Regions from separate parts of the Mus musculus genome. Here region 1 is linked to region 2. The links are chromatin contacts, called in public Hi-C maps. All regions are on one chromosome and are shown on one strand. Each heading gives the region's core, a stretch centred on a gene start, on an enhancer-like site or on the middle of the called end of the contact. The rest is flanking DNA. Distances are from core to core; before and after follow the strand shown.

Region 1 (3,456 bases), core at 564-3,063, 38 kb before region 2:
TGGTAGGCAGTCACAGCTATGAACTGGGTCTCGGGAAAGCAGTGGCTGGTGATCATGCGTTGCGGGCCCCCAACTCTCACGATGTGAATCCGAGGTTCATACTTATGCAAGGAGTTTAACATGATCTGCAGGAGATACAGAGCAAGAATGCAGACCTGCGTGCAGGCCTACCTTAATACCGCAGCAGCATCCACAGGAACTGCTCAGGAAGAAACATGGATCCAGCCACAGAAAGTCTTCAGGAAACTGCCAGCAGTATGGAGGGCATGGGGTCCATTTTACACATCTGCTTCCCACAGATGGTCTGGAACTGGGATGGGAGATACGCTATACACCATTAAACCCTGCCGGCATAAGGCCACAAACAACTTTAAATGCCTGGCTTGGTGGCAACTTGGAGTGAGTTTTCTTGGAAACAGGCCCCAATTAAAGACTTTTCAGAAGGGTGGAATGTGCACATTTGTGCAGAGTAGCCAGTGTCCCCTTTTGACTTTAAAGTGACTGAGGATTCGGAACCAATGCTCACCTATGGCCAGAGCCAGTTCCCAAGCGGCAGGCCTTCTTCAACCCTTCCAAGGTGAGGGAGAACTCCCAGTTCCCTTTGCCAGGCCCTGCTTAACCCTCATCAGCTTAATATAAACAGTACTAAAGATTTAATTGGGGAAGGAGGCCACGGTGGCTTCTGTGGGGCTGACAAAGGCTGGTGGTGTCTTTCTAAGCTCCCAGCCAGGCTCTTCCCTTCGGCCTGGGGCCCAGAGGCTGTCTTCTGCACTGGCTTACCTGTCCCCCTCCATTGAGCTTGTTGGTGAGTTTGACTTTGCTGAAAGACACAGGCGCCTTCATCCAGTGGGCCCCAAAATTGGGCGAGTCTGGGTGGATGTAGACGCAGCTGGGCGCCTGAGGCTCTGGTTTGCCCCCAGGTACCCACTCCCCGTTCACATATTTCCAGCGGTGGTTGTCAGCCGTCACGAAGTCCAGCAAGAAAGAGTACATGGCATTGGGGTCCAGGCCTGACACATTTACCTTCAGCACCGGGAACATCCTCCTGGAAAAGACAGCGCACGGCAGGAGGACCCATCCGTTGGAGAGGGGGAGCCTGCACTAAGTGTTTGATGCCGGCCAAAGAGGAGGACCCCGGCAACCGGTCTCGCAAGCATCTTTGCCTGAACTTTCTCAGTTCAGGAACCAAATCATCTCCCCCCACTAAGCCCACGGGTTCTCGGGACAGCAGAGGGACAAATCTAGCCAAGGGTTTCGGCCCCCTAGGCAAACCTGGTCATTCCAGTATACACCTAGGAACCCTAGAGTTCGAATGCCTCCTTCCTCCTCAGGTTTCGTCAGGGGGAAAGTTCCCGAGAAACCAAGGTTTAGGAATCCTCTGGGGAGCTGTTAACTCAGCGGGAAGAAACAAAGTCGGCCGGTTGGGAAGAAAAGATGCTCTCCCCGAGGCGAGGGGCACTCGCCAGGCCCCAGACTGCCGGCTTGCAGCACGCACCTACCTGCCGTTCTTGGTCACAATCATCTCGTTAGTTAGCTCCTTGAAGCGCAGCCACAGCTCGCTCTCCTCCAGGCCCACTCGCAGTTCGCGTTCGGTGGGGTCTCCCTTCTCGCTGCCCGCCTGCAGCTCGCTCTCCACGGCGCTGAGCAGGTGGTCCACTCGGTACTGCAGGCTCTTCCCTGCGCTCTCTGTGCCCGGCGAGCTCATCCTCCCGCCACCCTCTCCACCTTCCAGGAGTCTTGACTCCCTACCCAACAGCCACCTTCACTTCTCTCGCCACCGCTTTTCCAAGAAAAAGGGTCACTCTGCGGAGCCCAAAGATTACACCTGGGTCCCTGCACATTCGCCAAAGGAGCACCGAGATCGGGATGAGGGGGGAAGGGGGCGGGGATGGGGGAGAGGGCCTGGGGAGCCGTGGCTCCACTTGAACTCCCGCAAGGCGCGACAAGAGTAAGTCTCTGGGGAAGAGAAAAATGGGTCCCCTCCCCATAAATACAGCCGAGGTGGCCTCGCAGGGGGGTGCGGCGGATTGGGCGGGACACCCTTTGAAGTACCGAGCAGCTGCCCATTGGCGGTGCGCGGCCATATCAGACTGGCCGGGCGGGCCCGGAGGCTGGGGGCCAACAATGGGCTCCAGCGCGCGCTTCCTGTAAGGAAAGCGTCGGGCGCAGTCCCGACACCCCCGCCCTCCCCCAAATGTTTGCACCTCCATCAAAGCGGCGGGGCGGACCCTGGGGGAGGGAGGGCGAGAAGCCGGGCTGGAGCCACCCAGGACCCTGGCTCCTAGAGCCACTGCTAAACTCTCCACTCCCACGCGCTGTCCAAGCGCACACCGGCGCCTGCGACTTTGCCCCGCGGAGTGTCCACGCTGCGCGCACCTGAGAGGGACTTCGGCGGATCGGCGTCTCCCGGGTCTCCTTGACCTCTCCAAAGCCTCAGCCTCCCCAGGTGTGGCAGCTTTGGGACACGTCCCCTCGCCCCATGGACTGCCACTAACTCCCACCTCGGCATCCAGGTCCCCCACGACCTTCACCTGCGTGGAGAGGGAAGCTCAATGCGGATCTGTCCAGAGAGGGAAATAGACGAACAGATAGCGACCCTAGTAGGAGGTGTCCTCGCGTCCCACATAAAAGCTGGACTTTGACGGTGGATGCGCCTGCACCGAATGTGGCCCCGGGAGTCCCTGGTCTCTTTGCGCCGGGGATTGTTGGAACGCATGCTGCGCGCGTTTCCCTACCCGCCTCGCCATGCGGTGTGGGCAGCAGTTGGTTTATTGCCTCTCGGTGAGAACCTCTGCCGGGAGAGTGAGGGGAAGGTGACAAAGAGCAGGAAATAGTTCAATGGGGTCTCTTTAAACAATAACATTCCTCTAAAACGGGAGCCCAGGAAGCGGGAAGGAAGCCAGAGCTCGCGCCCAGCTCTTTAACGAGACTCTGGGTTCCAGCCTCCGTTTCCCCGTCTTCCACTCTCCTATCCTATCCCGAAGCTCCTTGGAAGAGGCCCCTGAATCAGGTGGGGGCACTCAATTCTGAGTTCGTTGTCTCTCTGAGAGTCTCCCTGGGAAGTCTTTGGGGTCGGAGTTGTGGGTTCTACCTGCCCCTACTTCTGGGAGAGACGGTTTTCCAGGAGCCAACCTCTGGGGTGGGATGCCCTAGACTACCCTCCTCTGCCCTTTCCCACTGAATACTGGGGTGTTCGGCTGCTTTTCTGTGGTCTAGGATATAAAGAAATCTCTGGCTAGAGGAGCGGGACACTTCTTTCTACAGACACCAAAAGGCTCTCATTTGCGCCCAACCCCGACCCTCCTGCAATGAGCACCAGCCAGTTTGTGTTGTGGGTTTGCAGAAGTATACAAGGGAGATTTCACCTTTTCTACCCTCGGGGACGCTAAGGCCTGAGACTTCCTGGAACTAGGAATAAATCTCGGTGGAGGAGGACATGAAAGTCAAGGGAGGCTG
Region 2 (3,165 bases), core at 34-2,533:
CAATGCGGATGTGTAATGTCTGAGCTGAGCTGGAGCCTAGCTGGGGTCTCAAGCCTCAGTTCTTACACCAGAAGTCCCTGGAGGTTGGCCCACGCCCACAGTTTCAGGCTCAGAAGTGAGGACGGCCTGAGGATTTACATTCTAACATAACCCAGGGTCACTAATCCATATCACTCAGTCATACATGTAGCAGGTCCTATAGGACTGGTGGACTTTAGGCCTACAGTCCTACCTGTGTGAAGAGTAGCCCTCTGTGCCACTTTCCTGTGAAAGGGCCACTTGCTCTAGGACAGGTATGTACAGAACACCCCCAGGAGGCGGTCTGCATTTGATCATCAGCTAAGCTGACCCAAGCTGCGGTTTCCTGCAAAAAACACCAGCTATCTCCTTTAACAGGTCAAATTGACCCCTCAACTGGCAAAGGTCAATGGGAGCACACTGTGTGACAGCAAAGCAACACCAAGGAGGTGACAGTGGTCCCCGGTGAACAAAAAACGGGAAGTACCATCTTTCCACAGTGGCGTGGACAGTCCCCACAGTGGATAGACACGGCAGAGAGACAGAGGGCTGCTTTTGGGCTTTCTGAACCAACTCCTTTGGCATCTTGCCTGTGTATCTCTGCAGGTGAGGGGAGACACAGCTTTCCCCGTGGGATGTTGCTTCTGGTCCACGCAGTCAGGCTTAAGTGCACCCACATTACAGGCACCATGGAAACCCTAATTCAAAAGATCTGTGTCTTGGCAGTTACACCTCATTCAGCATCGACTTCAGGACACACCAACCCGAATCTCCAAATCACACCTCTAATCAAAACCCGTCACATCGAGCACCATGGCGTTCGATAACTTCGTAAGCCCGCATGCGCGCACACGTGCACACGCTGTGAAAACGTACCGCTGTGTCCCCTCGATGCTTGGGTGGATCCAAGCCAGGTTGGTGCGGGCCCTGTTTTATCCTCTCCTTCTCCGGGCCATCCTCCACAACTTCCTGTTCTCTCCCTGGATGGTCCTGCTTGTTGACAAGATGTCGGCCATTACCTTAAATTCATTTTGGATTTAATTTCAGAGGCACTTCTTCTCCTTTTCATGTTTAAAAGAGTCTCATTTCAGCTTTATGTTTTCTCACCTTGCTGTGAACACCCCCTCCTCCTGGCGGCCTCCTGAGTCACCATGTGGATCGCAGATGTGTGTGCCTTGCTCCTTCAGACCAAACAGGAGCTTGGCCTCCTGTGGGCCAGGCCAGATTAAAGGAGGGGAGGGGCACTTTCTCACAGTTTGGTGTGAGCTGCATCAGCCTCAGTATGGAAACTAATTTCAAATTCACCTGACTTTCCTCAGCAGGGAGGCGAAGAGTCACACAGCAGAAAGCAATTTGAGGAAGGCCTCTCAGGCATAAAAGACAATGAATTACTCATACATTTTGACATTGGAGGCTGGAAAAATGATGGCTCAGTGGCTAAGAGAGCTTGCTGTTCTTATAAGGGACCAGAGTTTAGTTCCCAGAACTCGCTGTGAGTCCAGCTCTGGGGGACCTGACACGTCTCCTGGTCTCCTCCTCAGGCACCCTCATGCATATGCACATGCAAACACACATACACATAAGCAATAAAATGCATTCTTAAAAATACACAAATATGGGGCTCAGTGGTTAAGAGCACTGGCTACTCTTCCAGAGGTCCTGAGTTTAAGTCCCAGCAACCACATGGTGGCTCACAACTATCTCTAATGAAATCTGATGCCCTCTTCTGGTGTGTCTGAAGACAGAGACAGTGTACTCACATACACGTAAAATAAATACATTGTTTGAATCATAAACTCACAGTCATTGTCCATGAGAAGTGTCCTACATGCGCTGGGTAACCCCCAGTTTGGGGAGACAGCACATAGCCCAGCCTATGGGTTTAGTGGTAGGCTGGGTTTGGATCCAGGGCCAATCTGTACCCATGGTACATGGTGACATGTGTGACCAGCTTGTCCCATTATCCTTTTCTTCCCCTCTAATGTGAGTCTGCTAAAAATTTCAAGTTCTCCACTTCCCAGGCTTAGAGGGCAGATTAACCAAGACAGTGTCCAAGGACCAGGGTTCTGCTCTTCAAACACCCAGGACACTGCTTATTTCTAGTTCATCATCCAGAGTCTTTCCCCAAAGCCCTTTAATTATTACAGATGGTCCTTTAAGTAAGCCCCATTTAAATTCGGAGGTTATAATAATAACCATGATGAACATTCCATAGAAAGCTACTGAGTTGAAGTTGGATATGGTGATACAGCCCTGTCATCCCAGCTAAGATGAGAGGATAAAGGGTTAGAGGTCATGGGATGGAGAAATGACTCAGATATTAAAGGCAGCTGCTGTTTCACCAGAGGACCTGGGTTTGGTTTTCAGAGCCCATTAGGAGGCTCACAAGCCAGGCAGTGGTGGCACACACCTCTAATCCCAGCACTTGGGAGGCAGAGGCAGGCAGATTTCTGAGTTCGAGGCCAGCCTGGTCTACAGAGTGAGTTCCAAGACAGCAAGGGCTACACAGAGAAACCCTGTCTCGAAAAGAAAAAAAAAAAAAAAAAAAGAGGCTCCCAAGTGTTTGTGATCCATTTCCAGAAGATCTGACAGGTCTTCTGGCCTCTACAGACAGTGTGACAGTGTACGTTCCTGGTGTCCTCACATCTATGCAGGCAAAACACTTGCACATATAAACTAAATTTTAAAAAATCTAAAAAACTGATTAATGACTAATATAGCATTAAGAAGTATATATCTTGGACTGGAGAGACAGATGGCTCAGCAGTTAAAAGCACTGACTGCTCTCCCAGAGGATGCAGGTTCAATTCCCAGCACCCACACAGTAGTTCACAGCTGTCTACAACTCCAGTTCCGGGGACCTGACACCCTCACACAGACATACATGCAGGCAAAGCACCAATGCACATAAAATAAAAATAAGTTATTTGAAAATATACGTATCTCATCGATGAAGCTCCTTTTTGTAGCAGGTAGAGACCATTTCAGAAATTCACAAGTGGTCAAAACACAGATAACAACTGACCAGCCCTAATTGACACATCTATTAATATGGGTCCTACAGCTAAAGCTTAGGAGCATCAGGGACAACAGGGTGGGGAGAGCGGAAGGGCCACAGGCCGGGACATCTGCTGCAAGACTGAGTCT

The links. A called contact is a pair of places that touch in the nucleus more often than the background predicts.
Region 1: a Hi-C map of stem cell-derived cardiac mesoderm shows a contact between it and region 2, with 2.0 times the contacts expected there. The contact joins the promoter of T here to the enhancer-like site in region 2. A contact is called at or near these places in 5 of 39 promoter capture datasets (the HPC-7 cell line, cranial neural crest, epiblast stem cells and 2 more), 6 of 15 datasets of contacts at CTCF or cohesin (embryonic stem cells, large pre-B cells, pro-B cells and 1 more), 61 of 484 Hi-C or Micro-C datasets (the 63-12 cell line, 8-cell embryo, the C10 cell line and 22 more), 11 of 115 datasets of contacts at active chromatin or transcription factors (the 230-238 cell line, the HPC-7 cell line, embryonic stem cells and 1 more) and 3 of 9 other capture datasets (adipose tissue, liver and pancreatic islet).

What each region holds. Positions count from the first base shown.
Region 1 is chr17:8,432,780-8,436,235 of GRCm38.p6, reverse strand. T (brachyury, T-box transcription factor T) reads right to left here and starts at 1,813. Exons shown (of 8, transcript NM_009309.2): 1 at 1,500-1,813; 2 at 781-1,045; 3 at 1-125. The coding sequence starts at 1,705. It overlaps LOC115486424, which reads right to left. Exons shown (of 3, transcript XM_030250191.1): 2 at 2,736-2,791; 3 at 1,708-2,531. The coding sequence starts at 2,747. The coding sequence ends at 1,746. RefSeq lists a promoter at 1,698-2,356.
Region 2 is chr17:8,394,604-8,397,768 of GRCm38.p6, reverse strand. T2 (brachyury 2) reads right to left here. Exons shown (of 11, transcript NM_001161832.1): 5 at 895-1,008. Among named protein-coding and RNA genes, the nearest start is that of Gm16702, 6.7 kb to the right of the region's middle. Within about 2 kb of position 1,283, at least 25 of the 459 cell types and tissues checked have an H3K27ac peak or open chromatin away from gene starts, as enhancers often do. A contact at or near this core is called in second pharyngeal arch cranial neural crest, stem cell-derived cardiac mesoderm and stem cell-derived primordial germ cell-like cells, where this site is marked.